Linked DNA regions of Sus scrofa: region 2 is linked to region 1. A link is a contact called in public HiChIP or PLAC-seq data. All regions are on one chromosome and are shown on one strand. The core of a region is the stretch at or near the end of the contact, and the rest is flanking DNA. Distances in the headings are between cores, read along the strand shown. Region 1 overlaps NSMCE2 (E3 SUMO-protein ligase NSE2). Region 2 has its middle 53 kb from the start of TRIB1.

Evidence for each region. HiChIP or PLAC-seq counts read pairs in DNA pulled down with a chosen protein or histone mark.
Region 2: an H3K27ac HiChIP or PLAC-seq map of alveolar macrophages shows a contact between it and region 1. The contact joins two enhancer-like sites. A contact is called at or near these places in 2 of 47 Hi-C or Micro-C datasets (embryonic fibroblasts and liver) and 1 of 2 datasets of contacts at active chromatin or transcription factors (alveolar macrophages).

Annotation. Positions count from the first base shown.
Region 1 is chr4:14,409,141-14,412,588 of Sscrofa11.1, reverse strand. The region is part of intron 4 of NSMCE2 (E3 SUMO-protein ligase NSE2); the gene reads left to right. Among named protein-coding and RNA genes, the nearest start is that of TRIB1, 110 kb to the right of the region's middle. Within about 2 kb of position 1,893, at least 19 of the 83 cell types and tissues checked have an H3K27ac peak or open chromatin away from gene starts, as enhancers often do. A contact at or near this core is called in alveolar macrophages, where this site is marked.
Region 2 is chr4:14,243,067-14,246,514 of Sscrofa11.1, reverse strand. No RefSeq gene overlaps it. Among named protein-coding and RNA genes, the nearest start is that of TRIB1, 53 kb to the left of the region's middle. Within about 2 kb of position 1,519, at least 2 of the 83 cell types and tissues checked have an H3K27ac peak or open chromatin away from gene starts, as enhancers often do. A contact at or near this core is called in alveolar macrophages, where this site is marked.

The DNA.
Region 1 (3,448 bases), core at 644-3,143:
AAGCCCTGTCGCCAGAGACAAGGAACTGTCTCTTCTTTAAAATAAGAACCTCCTTCCTTCCAAACACACGTGTGATGGCTATGTTTAGAAATCTTCCAGGAGCAGTATGGAAAGATAGCTGAAAGCATGGTATACGGCGGGAAGCCCTGTGTGTGATAAGGAAGATGGGCAGCCAGCCATCGCGCTGTCTGTTCTGTGATGTATGGTCAGATCTGAAGGGGGATTGACTCTTTGCTCTCCGGCTGAACTTTCTGTCAGTCCTGTTAAGCCACCACCTGGAAGTCCCTGGTTGACACATTTCTTTGGCCATTAGCCTCTAAGAGCAGAAAGAACAAACTAGATTTTAAACAGGCGGATTCAGCTGGTTAGACTTCTTACTGTGAAGCCACAGAACACCTGGCTCACTAAACCCCTTCCCTAACCTTCCCTAAGATCCCCTGACGCCAACCTCCTTCCAGCTGTAGACTTGATGCTGTTCGAAGAATAAACTCATCGACTGCTTGGACTTAGTTCTGAAACCTCACTCGGTGGAGTTATAAAGAGTCTTTTGACCAAGCAACAGTGTCGTCTGCTCCCTGGAGGATGTGTCAGATCTCGTTTCCTTTTAACTGCTTACGGGTTGAAAACCATTACTGTGGTCACAGAGGTCAGACACCAGAGGCTGTGAACTGGATCCAGCCCACAGATGTGTGTGTTTGGCCCACATAGTTGTATGTACATCAGTTAGTTGCAACACACACAAATTGGGAGATTTCACATAGCAAGCCACATTTCCAATTTTTTTATTTTAAATATACCGAACCTGACAACGCTGGGTCTGCCTGAGTGAGAGGCGAGCAGCTTGTCGGCGTCTCCACTTGCCTAGTCTCCCCCCAACCCCCCGGCCCCAATGCTTTGCTCCTGCTCAATTCTAGCCCCAGAGACGTTGAAGTTTATACATTTCTTAGAGCCAGTGCCATTTTCGTTACATTATAATCCCACGTGAAAAGGGAAAATTCTTCTCCTTGCACACCATGACCCCAAAGTATCAAGATGCTAAATACTGACTCTCCGGCCTTTGCGCTCTGATTTAAGACCAAGAATCCCAAGTAGAACATCCTTTGTGTCATTTATTGAAAAATCACACAGTTGAAAATTATCCTCGCCTGATGTTTTCCCTGAGTCAGAGAGCAGTCTTTTGGCCTCTGACCTTTTTCATGGTAGCAGTTTATGCTGTTCTGGTTACTACCAGTAATACAGGCTAAACAACAACCCAAAGTTGAACCCTCTGGCTTTGTCCTTAGTCATCTACTTTTGGCTGCTGAGAGAGTTGAGGTTATAGGCTGGCTCTGGGGAAGGGAGCGTGGAGATCTAGAGGGGAAATAAAATACACATTTCACTTCCACTGAGTCCTGGGGCCACATAGCACAAAGGTAATGTGTGCAGAAGCATTTGCAAATTGCTTTTATTAGGAAGCCATTTGCCCATCTCTCTTTCTCAGCTGCGAGGCCAGACCCCTCCTGCAAGGTTCTCCAGGCCCCCCATTCAGTTGCTGAAATCTGCCCCAGCTCGAATTCTTCCTTTGTAGTAGTTCTTTATTCTGCAGATGGAAGAGGCTAGTTCTCCTACCACCTGCCAGGCACCTGAGGGCAAGTAAGGCTTGGTCACATGAGGCCCGCACGCAGCAGTCCATGAAAAAGTTGTATCATGGAAGTAGCATAGTTGGGACTGTGCGGAGGTTTAATAAGTTTGCAAAAATGCACTGGACACCGGGGGCTTTGGATAAAAAGTCATATGTGAATATTAGTCATTCATTCCATTGTCATCGGCGTTTCAGTTTACCATAGAGCTGTTTTATGAGTCTGTTCAAATTCCCATGACTCCTATTTCACATGAGGTCGTGGACTCCTCAGCTGAAAAGTTTTTAGTAGCTTCAGTAGGTCTGAAATTTCAGAGTATTGAGCAAGGCCTACACTGAGCTAGAACATGATCTAATAAGATTGGCCTCTCAAAACAAGAAGCACCAGTCCGATTGCAAGGTTTTTAAGAAGAAAATGTTAAGGCTCAGCTGTGAGAACCTCGGAAAGATAATAAAACAGGTTGCAAGCTGGTTTCTTTTTCGTTTCTACTCTGATAGGTGGGACGTCCCCCTGTTTAAGCAGAGACGACTGAAATGGAATGAGGTATGATTAAACAGAAACAATTGATGGTATCTTTCTATTGGGAAACTGTAATTGTGTAATCAGTAGGATGAAGCATCAGAAAATACTTGAAACGTTTTGCTAGAGCCCCAAAGGGTACTCAGAGAGACTCACTCCAAAATGTCCAAGTAGAGAAGATACATCATTGGTTAATGGCTCAGATTGGGAGTCAGAAGTGAGTTCCATTCCCAGCCCTCCGCTGTGAGATTTGAGGCAAGTTATTTAACCTTTTTGCTCCTCAGTGGTTTTTTTTAATCCCTAAAATGGGAATTGGAACATTATGGAGTTCTCATGGGGATTCAAAAGAGATAGTGCGTGGAGAATTCTTGGAGCAATACCTAGCATATGAGGAATACCCCGTAAATGATAGCAGTTGCTACTCAGTTAAATGGAAATTTGCAATCACTTTTTGTTTTGGATGTTCAGTATGGTTTTTGAAATAAAGGCTTATATCATAGTTTATTTCTAAGTTTTCCATAATTCTGTTCAAATCTCCCGTCTCTCTCAGCCCCTTTCCTTAGTCTTCTGTATACCTACCAGGGTCTCCTTCATCCTCTGGTAATATTTCACACTCAGCCAATCCCACTGTAATGAGTAAATGCTTAAGACCCAGTCTGAGTGGAGGTTTAGACTGACTCTGGGACTGAGTCACTGAGATGCGTTTGAGCCTTGTGGAGCTCTTGTTTGTTTCGCGTTCATTTACTGAAGATTATAATTTTTGCACCATGCCTACTGTTGAATTACAATGTAACAAATGACAAATATGCTTATGAAATGCCTTGTGTTTGTAATCACTTACAATAAAGCATTAATCAAGAATATAGTTTATGGATGAATTTATATAGACCACAAGGGGGAAAACCCATTGCTCAGGGTGATCGAATCTTCACTGTGTTACATAATTACTACAACTGAAACCTAATTGATTTTACCAAATTAATGGGAGGGATCAGAGCCACTACCTTGTAACTTGGGGGAGGATTTTTGTCCTGGGGACCCTACTGCAACGTTAGCCCTTGCGGAGGACTTGCAGCTGTGCGCCCACAGCTAGAGGCAGAGGCGGATAATTCCCTTCCTCTGCCAAATAATAGAAACCTTGAAGGAAAGCACTGGCCTCAATTCTGGATGAAATCAGACACCAAACAAAAATCCCCATTAGCTCAGTTCTTTGCTTCATTTAAAACCCAGAATCTTTGTAGACGTCGGTTGTTTGATATTTCATTTTCCCATAAAATCTCCAAAGAAGGGAATCTTATTTTCACCTTGAA
Region 2 (3,448 bases), core at 270-2,769, 170 kb after region 1:
GGGAGGCCCTCATGGAGGAGAAGGCCAGTACCACCTTCCAGACTCATGACTGAGGCCATCTTGGAGCTTCTACTCCCAGTGACCATCCAACAGACCCAGACAAAACCAGCAGAGGAATTGTCTAGCTGACCAGCAGAAGTGTGAGAAGTTCAGTCATGGCTTTATTATTATTATCTTTTAAATTTTTCAGTCTTTTTAGGAAAGCACCTGCAGCATATGAAAGTTCCCAGGCTAGGGGTTGCATCGGAGCTGCAGCTGCCAGTTTACACCACAGCCACAGCCACGCCAGATCCGAGCTGCATCTGCCACGTATGCTGCTGATCCTTAACCGGCTGAGCGAGGCCAGGGATCAAACCCACATCCTGGGTTAAGGATCCGGTGTTGCCGTGAGCTGTGGTATAGGTCACAGACATGGCTCGGATCCTGTGTTGCTGGGGCTGTGGTGAAGGCCGGTGGCTATAGCTCTGATTAGACCTCTAGCCTGGGAACCTCCATATGCCACAGGTGTGGCCCTAAAAAGACAAAAGACAAAAAGAAATAAGGAAAGAAAGTCCTCATTAAAAAACAAACAAACAAACAAACAACCCACATCCTCATGGATACCTGTTGTGTTCTTAACCTGCCGAGCCACCGCGGGATCTCCATCACTGCTCTAAATCATGGTTTTGGGCTGATGTGTCGCATAGCGATAGATGCCTGAAATGTATCTTATCTACCCCTGTCAGTTCAGGATCTCTATCATCAGGAAAGGCCCCCAGAATAAGGGATCAAATTAAGAGACTGGAACCACATCTACTCCCCCAACCCCGTGGGGGTCGAACCTGGATTAGCTCAACAGGCTAAACGGCCCCAGAGGACCACATGGGGGCTACTGGGGCCAAGGTGATGCAGACCCCAGCTGGCCTGTTCACTCTTAGAAGCTTCATCGTTGGGTGGCCCGAGGCTCCAACTGTCCCCACCAGCCTCTGTCTGCACTGTAGCAAGAGCCGTTCTGTGGCCCCAGAGCCTTGGGAAACCCTGGCGCAATCACGAATGAGTTAAATGCTATCTGATCAGAAGCCAGAGGGCCTGTTTTCATTTTCAAAACTCTGTGTGTCAGTGACTCTAATGCAATGTCCAGCAATGTCTTGAGCAAGTGACCGGCAGGGGACATAGGATGCTATTTACTCAAGATAGCCCATCACGCAAAAGCAACTTGCCTAACCGGGTTTGTAAGCGATTGTTACGAGACCACCGTTGCAACAGGGATGGCCCTGGGTGATGGTCTCAGGAAGGGGCCGATCCCCCCGCCCCAGGCCAAATTTGGGGATATTCTCTTATTTTTGGAACGCTTGGGGCACTGGGTCCCTGGAAAAGAACAGAGAAAAAGGAGCGTTGGGAAATTGCACTCGGATGTGGAATGGTCCTTTAAGGATGGGTGCCCTGGGGAAGAAAGCTTCACGCCACCCTGGAGGGAGACAGCCCCTGGATCAGAGGAGGCTGGAGGATTGGCTGCCTTATGGATGGGGAGGATGATGTGGTCTGGCTCATAAGTCAGTTGCTGAGCAAGAACGTGATGCCTCAGGCTTTTGTAAGGGTTGGTTTGGGTGGTGAATCTATGGGGTTGGGATGGGGTTGGGGTGGGGTTGGGGTGTGTGGTCACTTTCCAGCCCCAAACCATGGTGACCAGGTGGCCACATCCCTGCCTACCCTCCAGGCTGGTCTTACAGGTCAATTGATTAAATCCTTCATCCTTTCTATCCTTTTCCTCTTGGCTAGAATCTGTTACTACTACCACCATCACTACTGCCCACCCCCTCATCTGAATAGCTGCTATGATTTAGCAGTACTTTCATCTGCTCTCTCAAATAATCCTCACAACCGCTCCAAGGGGTAGGCATTATTACACCCACTTCACAGCTGGGAAAATTGAGGCTCAGAGATGTTAACATCTGGTATAAGATTCTAGGACAGTGTGTCCCAGAGAAATGATAAATTGAGTCAGAAAATGGGATACACACAGATATGCAGGCATGGAAAAACAGACATACAGAAAGAGGTCCCCCAGCCCCCAGATACAGATGCATGACCCACAGTTACAAAGGCAAGGACAGAGACCCCGCCCCTGCCCCTGCCTTGGAGGTTTAGGGAGCGTACGCGGTTCTGAAGGTGTTCTGTGCGTTCTTGTGCGTGAAACCCAGATGTCACTGGGGAACATCCCATCCCATCCCATCAGATCCAGATGAAATTCCTTTAGTCACCTCCAAACCCCAATCCATCTCCTCCATTTTTTTCTGCTTGTGTGCATGCATGTGTGTGTGTGTGTGTGTGTGTGTGTGTGTACATAGGTCACTCTCTACACGTGGATGCTGGGTCACTGTGTAAGAAGTATTTCCAACCCCTGGCTGTGGTTAAGCAAAGTCTGACCCCTGCCATCAAGAGGTCCAGGCACCTCTGGGTCTACCTCTCCAGCCTCTTTGGGTTCTGCCTCCCTTTCTCCAATTTCTGATCCCTGTCTTCTCCCCTCACCCTCATCTCCTTATTGCCTTGCTCACTCCCAAGCCTTTTTTTTTCCTTTCTTTCTTTTTTTTTTTTTTTTTTTTTTTTGGCTTTTTAGTGCTGCAATCGCAGCATATGGAAATTCCCAGGCTAGGGGTCGAATTGGAGCTCTAGCCGCCAGCCTACACCACAGCCACAGCCATACAAGGTCTGAGCCGCATCTGCGACCTACACCACAGCTCATGGCAAAGCTGGATCCTTAACTCACTGAGCGAGGCCAGGGATCAAACCCACATGGTCATGGATACTAGTTGGGTTTGTTACTGTTGAGCCACACGGGAACCCCTCACTCCCAAGTCTTATCATGTCTAAAGCAAAACTTTTCCCTCCTACGGGTCACCTCCCGCTGCCCCATGCCCCCTCCAAATCACCCTGCCTCCCAAGTACCTATCAAAGTATTTACAATCCCCCCACACCCTAAACAAAAGCAGCTCTCTCCAGAGGAATCCTGCTGGAAGCTTTCATTTAAGCACCTTTTCTGTCTTTAATCCATGGATTGAGATTAAAACTGGGCAGGAGCTTTTAACCTGGAGTCTCCAACTCCCCAGCTATTTGCTTAGCTCAGCTTTCAGGAGGGTGAAGCAGGTGCCCTGGAGAGGTGAGATCTTTCTGCCACGAAATGCCAGTCCCCAGTCTCCTGGCCCAAGTGTCTTCAGGCTCTAGGTGTCCTTCTCAGCCTTTTATACAATCTCAGTGAATTTTCAAAACAGTCTTATGAGGAGTTCCCGTCTTGGCGCAGCAGAAAGGAATCAGTCTAGGAAGTATGATGTTTCAGGTTTGATCCCTGGCCTTGCTCAGTGGATTAAGGATCCGGCGTTGCCGTGAGCTGTGGTGTAAAGTCGCAGATGTGGCTCGGATCTGGTGTTGCTGTGGCTCTGGTGTGGCCAGCAGCAACAAATCCAATTTGACC